Regions from separate parts of the Ovis aries genome. Here region 2 is linked to region 1. The links are chromatin contacts, called in public Hi-C maps. All regions are on one chromosome and are shown on one strand. Each heading gives the region's core, a stretch centred on a gene start, on an enhancer-like site or on the middle of the called end of the contact. The rest is flanking DNA. Distances are from core to core; before and after follow the strand shown.

What was found. Hi-C and Micro-C count contacts between places; a contact is called where the count stands out from the background.
Region 2: a contact with region 1 is called in a Hi-C map of hypothalamus, with 2.2 times the contacts expected there. The contact joins two enhancer-like sites. A contact is called at or near these places in 3 of 16 Hi-C or Micro-C datasets (hypothalamus, liver and tail adipose tissue).

Annotation. Positions count from the first base shown.
Region 1 is chr13:27,708,393-27,715,192 of ARS-UI_Ramb_v3.0, forward strand. FRMD4A (FERM domain containing 4A) reads right to left here. Exons shown (of 24, transcript XM_060397374.1): 19 at 5,798-5,854; 20 at 3,923-4,160; 21 at 2,997-3,164; 22 at 354-1,213. Among named protein-coding and RNA genes, the nearest start is that of PRPF18, 90 kb to the left of the region's middle. Within about 2 kb of position 3,814, at least 7 of the 54 cell types and tissues checked have an H3K27ac peak or open chromatin away from gene starts, as enhancers often do. A contact at or near this core is called in hypothalamus and liver, where this site is marked.
Region 2 is chr13:27,741,192-27,747,991 of ARS-UI_Ramb_v3.0, forward strand. The region is part of intron 15 of FRMD4A (FERM domain containing 4A); the gene reads right to left. Among named protein-coding and RNA genes, the nearest start is that of PRPF18, 120 kb to the left of the region's middle. Within about 2 kb of position 3,995, at least 19 of the 54 cell types and tissues checked have an H3K27ac peak or open chromatin away from gene starts, as enhancers often do. A contact at or near this core is called in hypothalamus and liver, where this site is marked.

The sequences.
Region 1 (6,800 bases), core at 2,564-5,063:
CCTGCATCTCTGTCCTTCCAAGGGGAAGTGGCTGGACGGGTGGATGGCACCAGAACTTAGGAAGCTGAAATGGGAGACTGTGCAGCCCGCTGTGGGTGGGCTAGGGTGTCGGATGCACCGCCCTACCCTCTCCAGGGTCTTCCTCCTTCGGCAAAACCAAGGGCAGAATGGAAGGGATGGGAAAGGAGGGGAACGAAGGTCTTGCACATCGCACAGCTAGGTTTCTAGAATTAACCATCTCTCCTTACTGCCAACTCTAAAAGCTGCACTCTCCACCGGTTCACAACCTGACCGATGATCAAGCATGCGCGCGCCCGGCCGCCGCGCCCTCCCAGTCCCCAGTCCCTCCTCACCTGACGTGGCCTTGCACATCTGGGGCATCCGGGTGACCCTGCTGTGCGCCACGAAGGTGCTCTGGGAGGAGGTGCTGTACTGGGAGCCGCTGTCCGAGGAGGTGGAGCTGGTGTGCGACAGGCGGCTGTGCTCCTTGTGCGAGGCGCTCGAGCGCTGGTACCACTGGCGCAGCTCGTCCGAGACGGCGGCGCGGCCGGCGCCCTTCTCAGGGGCGCCCTCGCGGCCCAGGGATGGAGTCCGCAAGATCTGCGAGCGCGAGGGCGTCAGGCGGCCCGCATCGCCCTCGTCGCCGCCGCGCCAGCTCTCCCGGAAGAGGCCCCCGGCCGTGTAGGAGTTGGAGGTCTTGAACTGCGCCTTGACGCTGTAGTGGCCTTCCTGGTCGCTCTCCAGGCTGCGCACCACCACCGGTGTGGCGCCGCCCTCCACGTACAGCGGGTACTCCTTGATGCGGTACTGCGAGCTCGGCTGGCTCTGGCTGTGCAGGTAGACGCCGTGGCCGCCGCCGCGCGCCGCTAGGTTGGGCATGCTCCCCGAGTTCGCCGCGCCCAGCGCGCCCGCCGCCCGCTGGCGCTGGCGCTGCCGCGCGCGCGCCTTGGACGGCGAGTCCTCGGCCAGCGTGGAGTAGTTGGCGTTCATCTGCGCCGGGTAGTAGTGCTCCGAGCTCGAGTGGCTGGTGCACGACGAACAGTCGTCCATGGGGTCCGAGCCGTTGCTGCTACGAGTCCGTGGAGTGTAGAAGTCGGGGCTCCCGGTGTCGTTCTCCGAGCCCAGGAGCTTGCCCTGGGACTCCAAGCTGGAGCTCCGGTGCCGAAAGTGCAGGGCCAGGCTGTGCAGCCTCGTGGGGCTGAGGTCCACCGACCTGCGGGGAGAGGACCAGCGAGGTGGGTCTGGGGGCGCCCGGGGGAAGGGGTTGGCGGCTCTGGGATCGCGGTTCGGGGCCTTCGGAAACTGAGTCCAAGAGCCGGTGCTTCCCAACCCTCCCAGGTGAAGGCAGGGCGAGAAGGGGACGGCTGGTCCCCAGGCCTCCGCTCTGATGTTTGATTTTGAATGGGCGGTGGGGTCAGAGACAGTGCCCAGGTGTTACTTCTGAAAAAAGCACGCCAATAGCCAGCGCCCCCACCGCCCCCGCCCCCGCTTTTTTTTTTTAAAGATGAGAAGAGAAGCTATAGACACAGCGAATCAAGATTATCCCCGTTTTAGCATTATGTTAAGCCGCTGAAATGCCATTTTAGTAGGTTAAAAAAAAAAAAAAAGCCTTGCAGAAACAGTCATATGGTTCCACCCAGTACTATTATGAAACCCATGTCAATAGATTTCTATTTCCCTGTGAACACCTGTGTAAAAAGGAAGACTGGTGGCACGTGGAACACTTAAAACTGAAAGAGGCAAATAAACACTTACTCCTCCACTACTTTGTTATAATCCATTCCACTTATTGGAGCCACACACTAAATATCCATCAATATGGCCATGGGGGCAGAGGGTAAGGACTCCACAGAAATTCACCATGGCTGGGTTAACCAAGTACATGAAGAGGCGAGTCCCAGCCGTGACTGTCACTCGGGGTAGACTGCGAAATCCCAATCATGTGGCCCTCTTTGACTCAGGCCTCAGTTTCCTCTCTGGTTCCACCCCCTACTTCCACTCAAGCTCATGGGAACATGCCAAGTATAAGCCTGAATCTGGCTCTTTGACCTTCTTGTTTCCTGAATATCCTTAGAGCTCACCACCCATCCCACCCACGTCTCTGCTCAAATGTCATCTTATTAGAGAAGCCTTCTCTGTTGGTTTCATTTAAATGATAATCTCTCCCTTCACTCTCTAGCTTCTTGCTTGCTCATTATTCTTCTCAACACTTATCACCGCTGACATTTCTTTACTGTGAACTCTCTTCCGACTAAAACATCAGTCTGATGGGAGCACGGTGTAGTCTTTTTTGTCCCCTGCACTGTGCCCAAGAATGGTACTTGGTACATAGATGCACTTGGTAAGTATCTGTTGTATGACTGAGTGAATGAATGAATGGATGGATGGATGGATGAGAGACTCTTGCCTGGAGAGCTCAGTTTTATCCTGTATAAATGGTTCACCACTTACAGCAGATAACACTATCTGTCCTTTGAACTACAGTGCCTATGAACTTAAGTATTAGAGAAAATTGAGTGATGGCTTTGATTTTGCCTCTTTTTAGGAAAAGAAGGTGGGATTCACTGAAAACTCACTTTTCCTTTTGCTGTTTAATTTACCGCCTGGGGCATTCAAGGAAGTCCAGGATAAATTTAGGCTTAAACTTAGGTACAAGGGGACCTCCTCTGGGCAAGGCTGTTCTGGTCCCTGCTAATCCAGCTCAAGTTCCCGCCTCCGCTCTTATTGGGAAAGCTCCTTCCATATCCACAGTGTCTGGGGGATTCTCCGACCCAGCTCCTGGTGCCCCATTGATGCAGACAGTGGGATATAATGTGTCTCTTGGCTCTTGGGGTCCTTCTGCTGCCAGCTTACTTTTTAATTCTGCTTCACTTACAGGAGAGCCTACCTCATCGGTCCAGTCCTGACTCTAGTTCACCAGTTACCTGGGCCAGTTGTGGGGCCAAATTTTTACAAAGGTGGGGATCTGGCCCATGGAGGGAGATGGGGAGACTCACCTCGTGGAATGCACGTAGTGGGGACTCCGGACGCGGAGGTCGGGTGTGGATGGCATGCTGCACTGCGAGTTCCAATGTGGGAGGCTGCGGATGGGGCTGGTCTGCAGGGAGCTGCTCCCGCCTCCCGCTTCTGCACAGCTCCCCGTGCTGGGGAAGCGCTTGTGGCTGCTGCAAACCAGAGGAGGCCACGCTGGTCACTGCCTGCCAGGACTGCCCCTTCTCCGAGGTTGCTGACTGTGGCCTCAGGACATCCCTTTCAGGGTCAGGGAAGTTTGCCCAGGACTCCCCCAGAAGTGGGTGGGCGTCCTTATCCCTTACCCTTCATGCCTTAGGGCAGTGTGAGATGAAGCCGCTGTTCTGTGAAGCCCCTGCCCTCAACCACAGCTTCTGTTTTCCATAAGACAAATATGTACCTGTCTGGGCACCCACTGGGAGTTTTACGGGGCATAATGAAGGGAAATGAGAAAAACAGAGAGACAGACAAAAACCCCCCTCTCCCATATCAGCTGAATAATGAACTGGTAACACACAGCTAAGATTACAGCTGTTTGGCTTTAGAATTTTGTTGGATGATGGTTTAGGGTTCTCAGCCACTTTGGGATTCTTATGTGTGGACGATCATTTGCCATTTCAGAATACTTCTGCCTATGATTTCCTAATTAATTCCAATGGAATTTAAGGACATTCAAGCAAGCTGCTGCCAACGTGGATTGTGAGCCAAAAACCCCAAATTTCCCTGCGAATGACAAATCTGTACCTCCAGCAGGTCGGCAGCAGAGGGCGCTGTGGCGCAGCCCTGCTAGAAGGCAGCCCAGGGGAGGCGCATGCAGGGTGCGGGGGACCCGAGACTCGCAGATGCTACTTAGCCCTTGGGTTCTGTCCAAGTGTGGACAGTGACTCCGTGTGGCCTTCCCGGCCCAGCTCACCTGGAGTGACTGTGCGAGGAACGTTTCTTGACCTTCTCGTAAGGCTCATCTAGCGAGGACTCGCTCCACATTTTGGGCTTTATGGGCGACTTGTCATAGTCATTGCGGTGATAGTGCATCTGCCTGAGTCCCTCCAGGGACTGTGGGGGAGGTGGCCGGTTGTGCGATGGTGGCCGAGGAGGGAGCCCCTTGTGAGGGGACTGTAAGGGGGACAGTGTGCTGGTGACCTGAGAGTCTTCTGCACCAAGACGGAAAAAAGAGTAGAAGTGAGCAAGGGGCAGCCTTCCCCCCTACCCCTGCAGGCTCCGCCCACCCCAATTCCACCCCCGCCATCGGAGGTCAGTGGACAGGAGCTGTGGTTCCGCTGTTTTACCCCTCAAATCAGTAAGGAAAATGCCCCTGGAAGGAGCTACCTGCGATGGGAGTGGGGGGCCCAAGTGATGCAGTCATGCCCCTTGGTAGGTCCAGGGTCTGGCACATGGGGAAGAAACTGACCCCACACAATGCTAAGGACAATCTATTCCTACCCCAGGTTCTCTTTACAGAGGAGTCTCCCTCAAGTGTTCCGCTTTCCTCCCCGGAAGACTGCAGTCCACAGAGGTCAAGACCAGCGCGGGATCTCTGATATTCAAAACATGGCCCCCACTCCCCTGCAATTCTGGCATTTCCTCCCACCCATGCAATGAATAAAAACATGATGATCTGACTGCAAATAGCAGGACCAAGACAACTGCGTAAGTACCCTGCCAGCTTCATCTCACATCAATGGCAACGAATATTATCCTTATAGTTATCATTATGACTAGGAGCAAGATCTTCCATGTTTTCTGTCTGAATCACCCCTTACCACCTTAAGTTTTCCTAAAGGGCAAAAAAATAAATAATTACCACTTAATACAATGGATTGGCCAAAAAAAATTTTTTTTTCCCCAAAAAGTTCTTACAGTAAAACCTGGATGACCTTTTTGGCCAGTCCCATATTTCCATGTCATTAATGCCCTGACCTCCCCAGGATGGGCTTAAATTCATGGGAACATTCTCTAATACGGTTCTGTGTTTGGAATTCCTTCTTCCCTGACTGGTGGTGGTGGTGGTGGTGATGGTGGGCTGGGGTTGGGGGGTGGTAGGTGTGCAATTGCTTCTAGTTTTGTAAGAATTTCCCAAGAAAATATCCTGAGAATCACCAGGTTTTTGGAGGTCAATGAGAAATAAGACGACAGCTTTCTAGGTGGCCAAGAGTCTAAAGGGACATCTTTCTTTCACTTTCACCATTTCTCAGGAAGGTATAGAGACTTGCTTTCTTCCGGCTGCCCGTAGGCTCTCCTAGCAGGTTTCAGTCTTTATGACCCAAACCAATGTCCACTTCTTTCCTCCAGAAATTATACTCAAAAGGAAACTATACATGGTGTTTAAATCATCTGTTCAGGTAAAAATGTGGTTTTGGCAACTAAAAAAGTCGAACACCATCCACTCACTTGGATAGCATCACCAACTCAATGGACACGAGTTTGAGCAAACTCCAGGAGACAGGGAAGCCTGGTGTGCTGCACTGCATGGAGTCACAAAGAGCTGGACATGACCAAACAACTCAAACCACTCACCATCACCTTAACTCTTACCTCTGGGCCCCAAGACATAATGAAATTCCAATAGGCATGTGTTTCTGTAGTGCCCACCCACTCTCAGCCAAATAGGTGACCGCTGAGAAGTGAAAGAATCACAGGGAACCCAGTGCCATCTTGATCCAGCTCCTGGCTTTCCATTGAGCTGTTTCAGACTACATATAGCTTAATCCCAGGCTATCTCAGGCTACATTCAGCTTAATCCCAGTTTAATCTATGCTCTGAGTTCTCAAGCAGGAAACAGACAACATACCATCTTCAAGAACAAGGGCATCTGACAGGGAACTGTCTTCACTGGCAATATTTCCATCTGGGAAGCCAAAAAGCATAAAAGTATGAGTTAAACACATGCCTTAGACAGAGCTCAATCGGTGAACATCGCTGAGTTTCCCACCATCCCATTTCTTTCTAATCAGAAAGAACCCATGAAACACAATCAAAATGCTGTTAGGCACTTCTTTTGACAGTCTCTGTGGTAGGTCATGACTCACCCTCCATCCCTGACACTGCAATGTGCCCGTTCTTTGTTTCACTGGCAACAGCAATACTGAGCAGCTTAATATCCAGCATAAAGGCCGCCTGGCCACATCATCGCCCCGGCCCATCTCAGGGCGCATTCCGACTCAACCCAAGGAAGTGGCCTGCTATTTATTCTACACACGCAAAACCAGGGTGAGGAGCTTGGTTTGGCTCATATGACAGTAAATGACTTCTCAATAAACTTCTTAAGCCATTAGCAGACAAAACAAGCTTCTAAGTACAGCTTCTCTCTCCAAAGCTTATTTTCACAGACACCATTCAATTAACCATGAGAACACACCCAGAGGGAGACAGAAAGATAATCCCCTTCCTTTAGCAGGTAGGGAAACTGAGGGATATCTAGGGAGGGATGGCTTGTCCAGAGCTGTGTTGCTCTTCTGGCTAAGTCAGCAAAAGATCCCAGGTCTTTAGATCCCAAGCTTAGCCTTTTATCTCTTAAATAACAAACCAGGCTAAGGCATGGAAGAAGAAATGGGAATTACTCTATTTCAAGTGGGCTCTTAAGATGAAACATTATTTCAAGCAGGCAGCAAAATGGAGAAGGTATATTCTTAAGGAGGTAACACACATGGCTAACAGCTTGGACGGGACCATTTGCCAGCTGGTCAGAGAGTGAGTTACAGATGGACTCTGCCGGCTGTCCTCACAGAATGGCCCTCACTGACCAGGCGGGGGAACCATGCTCTTCTGTGGTCGACCAGCAAGACGTCTGTCCC
Region 2 (6,800 bases), core at 2,745-5,244, 33 kb after region 1:
AATCTTCCTGATTCAATCCTGCTTTCTGTTTCAATTAGCTCAATACCACTCTCCATTCTTCACAGCCAAACTCTGCCTTCAAATATTTCTTCACCTCCTGTTGACAATTCAGTGCTGCACTCCCTACTCCAAAACTCCTTTGGCCAAGGTTGCTCTATTACTCACCTCTTAAGAGCTCACCCACCTCCTTTGGATAGCCTAAAAATTTCACTCTGTGTTATTATTTTTAAGAATGTTACTTGAGATCTCAAATATAAATATGACTAGAAAAAAATTAATACAGACATTTCTTGCATTCCTATATACTAACAACAAAAGATCAAAAGGAGAAATTAAGGAAGCAATCCCATTATCATTGCAATGAAAAGGGTAAAATACCTAGGAAAAAACCTATGTAAGTACTGATGTATGGCAGAAACCAACACAATATTGTAAAGTACTTATCCTTTGATTAAAAAAATAAATAAACTTACCTAAGGAGGCAAAATATCTGTATGCAGAAAACCATGATATACAGATGAGAGAAGTCAAAGATGACGCAAACAGATGGAGAGATATACCATGTTCTTGGATTGGAAGAATCAATATTGTGAAAATGACTATAATACCCAAAGCAATCTATAGATTCAACCCAATTCTTATCAAATTACCAATGGCATTTTTCACAGAACTAGAACAGAAAATGTTACAATTTGTACAGAAACACAGAAGACCCTGAATAGCCAAAGCAATCTTAAGAAAGAAAAAAATGGAGCTGAAGGAAATCAGGCTCTTTGACTTCAGACTATACTAGAAGTAATCAAGACAGTATGGTAACTGGCACAAAAGCAGAAATATAGAATGGAACAGAAATATCCAATGGAACAGGATAGAAGGCCCAGAGTAAGTTCACACACCTATGGTCACCTAATCTATGACACAGGAGGCAAGAATATACAATGGAGAAAAGACAGCTTCTTATTCAATGAATGGTGCTTGGAAAACTGGACAGCTACATGCAAAAGAATGAAATTAGAATACACCTTAACACCATACACAAAAATAAACTCAAAATGGATTGAAGACCTAAATGTAAGGCCAGACTCTACAAAACTTTTAGAGGAAAACATAGACAGAACATTCTTTGACATAAATCACAGCAGGATCTTTCTAGACCCACCTCCTAGAGCAATGAAAATAAAAACAAAAATTAACAAATGGGACCTAATTAAACTTAAAAGCTTTTGCATAGCAAAAGAAACCATAAACAACACAAAAGGACAACACTCAGAATGGGAGAAAATGTTTGCAAACAAGGCGATGAACAAAGGATAAATCTCCCAAATATATAAACAGCTCATGCAGCTCAATAGAAAAAAAAGAAAAAAATTAAAAATGGGCAGGGGACCTAAATAGACATTTCTCTGAAGAAGACAAACAGATGGTCAATAAACACATGAAAAGATGCTCAATATCACTATTAGAGAAGTGCAAATCAAAACTATAATGGGGTTTCACCTGGCACCCATCACACGGGCTTCCCTGGTGGCTCAGATGGTAAAGAGTCTGCCTGCAGTGTAGGAGACCTGGGTTCAGTCTCTGGATTGGGAAGATCCCCTGGTGAAGGAAATGGCAATCACTCTAGTATTCTTGCCTGGAAAATCCCATGGATGGAGGAGCCTTGCAGGTACAGTCCATGGGGTCGCAAAGAGTTGGACACAACTGAACGAACATGTCCATCCAAAGAACACAGGCATGCACATACATAATCTGAGCTAAAAACCCAGTTCAGGAAAAAGATACAAGTTCAACATTTAAAAAAAAATCACACCCATCAGAACAGCCATCATTTAAAAAGTCTACAAACAGTAAATGCTGGAGAGAGTGTGGAGAAGAGGGATCCTTTGCACGGTTGGTGGGAATATAAATTGATATAGCCACTATGGAGGTTCCTTAAAAACTAAAAAACAAACTACCATATAATCCAGCAATCCCATTCTTGGGCATATACCCAGAAAAAACCATAATTTTAAAAGACACATGTACCCCAATATTCACTGCAGTCCTATTAGCACTGTTTGCAACAGCCAGGACATGGAAGAAACCTAAATGTCCATCAAAAGAGGAATGGATAAAGAAGATATGGTACATATATAAATGGAATATTACTCAGCCATAAAAAGGAATGAAATTGGGTCATTTGTAGAGATGTGGATGGACCCCGAGACTCACATGGAGTGAAGTCAGAAAGAGAAAAACAAATATATATCAATGCGTATATGCGGAGTCTAGAAAAATGATACAGATGATCTTATTTGCAAAACAGAAATAGAGACACAGATGTAGAGAACAAACATATGGATACTCAGTGGGGAAAAGAGGGGTGGGATAAATCAGGAGATTGGGATCAATCAATCAGTATCACTACTGATACCAGGTATAAAAGGGATAACTAATGAGAACCTACTGTATCACTCAAGGAACTCTACTCAGTGCTCTGTGGCGATGTAAATGGGAAGAAAAATCCAAAAAAAGAGGATATATGTACATGTATAGCTGATTCATTTTGCTGTACAGGAGAAACTAACACAGCACTGTAAAGCAGCTATACTTCAAAAAATTAATAAAAAATTGGCAGCATCTGGTAGAAAGTACCCAGTTGAAACTACCGTTATGAGTTAACTTACATGGTTTCTATTTCTTATATTGTGAAATACTAGGGCTTATCCTTTTGTCTCCAAAATTCTGATTCGACGGCAATATTGAGAAGGCTAGTCTCAATAAATGGGAAGAGTGCAAAAAGCCTATGGGTGGGGACAGTGATTTCTTTATCACTGTTTAAAATTCCATCAGTTTCAAAGTCATTCACTTAGGCTATAGATGATCATTCTGTCCTGGTTTTCTTTAGTAGGCAAATATTCCTTTACACAGGAGGGCATAAATATATCAGTATAAATGGCTTTATTCATGTGTTGTTTTTTTTTTTTTTTTTAACCCCATGATGAGAAAGCAGAAAAGGATAACCATGCTGTCTTCTCAGTATTTTGACTCAGGCCTGTCCTTCACAAGCCACGCCAGAAACATCTATTCCACAGAGATTTCAGAGCCCTCACCAGTTACACAGTCCTTTATAAACACACCCGGGCAGAAGGTGAGCCCTCTGGCAGTCCTGCAGGCTGACCCCGTCTGCAGGGCACTGAGCCCAGGAATCTGGTCATCATTAGACTTAAGAAGACAACAGAACTTGAAAAAGCTGAAGAGAAATACAGGGAAGAGGTAGAATCGAGAGCTGAAGAGAGAGGATGGAGACGGGACTTTCCTGCAGGTCCAGTGGTTAAGATGCTGAACTTCTAACGCAGGAGGCCCGGGTTCAATCCCTACTTGGAGAACTAGGATCTCACATGCCATGCAGCAAAAAAATTATCAAGTAATTGCAAAACATAAAGGAAATACATTTGAACTATAGGAATAAAATCTACATTAAAAAAAAATGACAAAAAGAAGAAAAAAGCCCCCAAATATCGTGTGATTGATACCAACTACAAGGCTGTGTATTCTGAGCTGAACACAGCCCTGAACTATAAAGCTGGCAGGCGCCTATCAGATCAGTCCTCTGGAAGGAGGAGAGATGGCAGATAGCTGGCACCTCATTGTTACACTAGTTATTAATAAACTTCCCAACAATGGCAGGAAGTGCTGGCATTCAGAGAAGGTGAGCGTGTGAAGAGCTGAGTCACGGGCATGGATGGGTCCCAGACAGAGCAGGCCCTACACTCAGTACAACACGTTTTCCCCCAGAGCGGAAAAGGTCAGAGTTGAGGGATCCCAGCAGACTGAAAGGCTTTGTGCTATTTCTTTTTTATTTTATTTTTTAAACCAAAGATTCATCACCACATTCTTTGCACCACATTCCAGCTCTTCACAATGAAGATGACTCAACTGCCATCTCATTAATCCCACAGCCCAATTCCTATTTATAGACACAACATGCCGTTCTGTTTTGGAGAGAGTGGGTGGCTTCTGCCCCTGTATTTCCATTCAAAAAGACAACATGTCTCATTGTTCTATTTCTTTAAGAAAGGATGCACAAGTGACTTTTTTTTTTTTTGTTTGGGGGGAGGGATGGTTAATGCAACAGTCCACATGGGGAAGCAGAATACATCTCTCCTGAGAGTCCGTGCCATTTTCTTTAAATTGGCTAAAAGCAAAAACACATCTCCCTGAGCCCCTACCTTCCCATTGAAACCAGAACTGTCCTGGGATGGCAAATTCCAGAAGCAATGCTACGACAATCCTCCACTCTCTCTCACTTTCAGAGGATCTGTGGAAAGGCCATGTGTGTTCAACATGCAATTCTTGTGTCTTTTGTCATTCCATTTTTTCTCCCCTTCCCACCATTTTTGAGATTTTAAGAAAAAGATGGTGAAGGACAGGGAAGCCTGGCATGCTGCAGTCCATGGGGTCACAAATAGTCAGACAGGACTGAGTGACTGAGCAACTAGGCAGAGTGACTACAACGTCCCCTGCTCACCCCCACCTCCCCCACAGCGGTCAGGCGGGAGGCTGGCTGGGTACCCAGAGGTGCAGAGCTTGTGAGGAGACCACGATGGGGGCAGTGAGTGGGGCTCTGGGGGCCTGGAAGTGGGACTGCGCCTTGAGCTGCCTCCATATCCCCTCCTCTGGGGACTCTGGGAAGGCCAGGCCATCTCTCAGTAGATGTGCTCTGAGACAAAGGTCCTCATGTCTTTCAAAGCCTGCCCACCGGCACCCCTTTACAAATGGATTTGGGATTCGGTTCCCTAACCTTCCTGGAATCTGAATCTCATACTGTGCAATGTCAGGAAGTAAGAGCTTGACCCCTTTTAATCCAACAGAGCTCAGAAGGCTCAGCACCTCTAAGGGTCTCTACTCAGATATCCCACGGGACAGCCCTGGGTGTCACCACTGAAAATCTCAGGGGGTCCTGGCCCCAAGCCTTAGTAAATCATTTCAACTCTGAAGATTGTTTCTTTTTGAAATGCTAGACCCTGAATGGGCCATTAGTAAGAGTGGACTTCTGACTTCTTTAACGATACCCGTAACATTTCTTCATTTCTTTAGCATCTGAGACCTCAGATTCCTTTAAAATGACTGAAGTCCAGTACTTGGTAATGATGTGGCCTTGTTAAATAGGAAAATCGCCTTCAGAGTTACTAGAAGTTGACAGTATTTTATCTCTGTTTTACATCAATACACAGTATGCAAACTCTTTGAGGAGAGAGGCTATAACTTTTAAAATGCTATGCATAGTTCCTAGTCAAGTTCGGGAGCTGGAAAAAAATGTTTATACTGTAAAATATCACAGTGTGGTTATACAGCTCAGTTACAACACAATTTGGAGACAGACAAGGGTGGAAGGATGAATGAAAGAGAATGAAGATGGATGGTATTTGCAGGAGGGGCCTGATCTGGAAAGAGTAACCTCTGATGGTCTGATACCATCATGATAATCTGATGGAAAATGTTGGTGGTAGGTTTATGAGAGATCCTGACAAGGACCAAGATACCATATACTCTGGGAACACAGAAGGTTCTTAAAATGCAGCACACGCAGGATTCTTACTAGTATCCTTCAAAATTCAATTTTAATAACTGTGTATCATTGACATCAGTCTTGGCGATGATATCTTTAAATCTGACACCAAAACCAGAGGCGCCAAAAGTGAAAATAAACAAATGGGACTCAGGACTTCCCTGGTGATCCAGTGGCTAAGGTGTTTCACTGCCAATGCAGGGGGCCAAGGTTCAGTTCCTGGTCAGGGAACTAGATCCCACATTCCACAACTAAAGATCCCACAAACTGCCAGGAAGATCAGAACTTCTGAGTGTGGCAACTAAGACCCAATACAGCCAAATAAATAAATATTTAAAAAAATAAACAAATGGGACTACATCAAACTAGAAAGCTTCTACACAATAAAGGAAATCATCAAAAAAGAGAAAATGCCACCCACTGGATGGGAGAGAATATTGGCAAAATCATACATCCAATAAAGGACTAATATTCAAAATGTGTAAAAAACTCACACAACTCAATAACAACAACAACAACAAATCCAATTAAAAAATGGGCAGAGAGTCTGAAGAGACATTTTCCAAAGAAGATATACATATGACCAGTATCATTAATGAAAAGATATCCAGAATCATTAATCTTCAGGGAAATGCAAATCAAAACCACAATGGGAAATCACCTTGCATCTGTCAGAATGGCTGTCATCAAAAAGAACCCCTGTTGGCAACAATGTAGAGAAAAAGAAAGGGAACTCTCCTTACGCTGCTGGTGGGAATGCGAGTTGGTGCAGCCACCATGTAACAGTATGGAAGTTCCTCAAAATACTAATAATAGAACTACCACATGACCCAGCAATTTCACTTCTGGGTATTTATCTGAAGAAATGAAACCCTAACTGGAAAAGATCTCTCCATCCCCATGTTCACTACAACACTATTCACAAGAGCCAAGACACGGAAACAGCCTAAGTGTTCCCTAGTAGACAAATGGGTAAAGAAATTGTGACTTTATAACACACACACACACAGACACACACACACACACACACACACACACACACACACACAATGGAATGTTATTCAGCCACAACAAAAAAATTAAATCTTGTCATTTGCAACAAGATAAATGGACCCCGAAGGCATTATGCTAAGTGAAATAAACTGGAGAAAGGCAAATACTATTTGATTTCACTAATACATGGAATCTAAACACAAACAAATAAAACCCATAACCTCCCCTGAGCTCATAGATAAAAAGAAGAGACTGG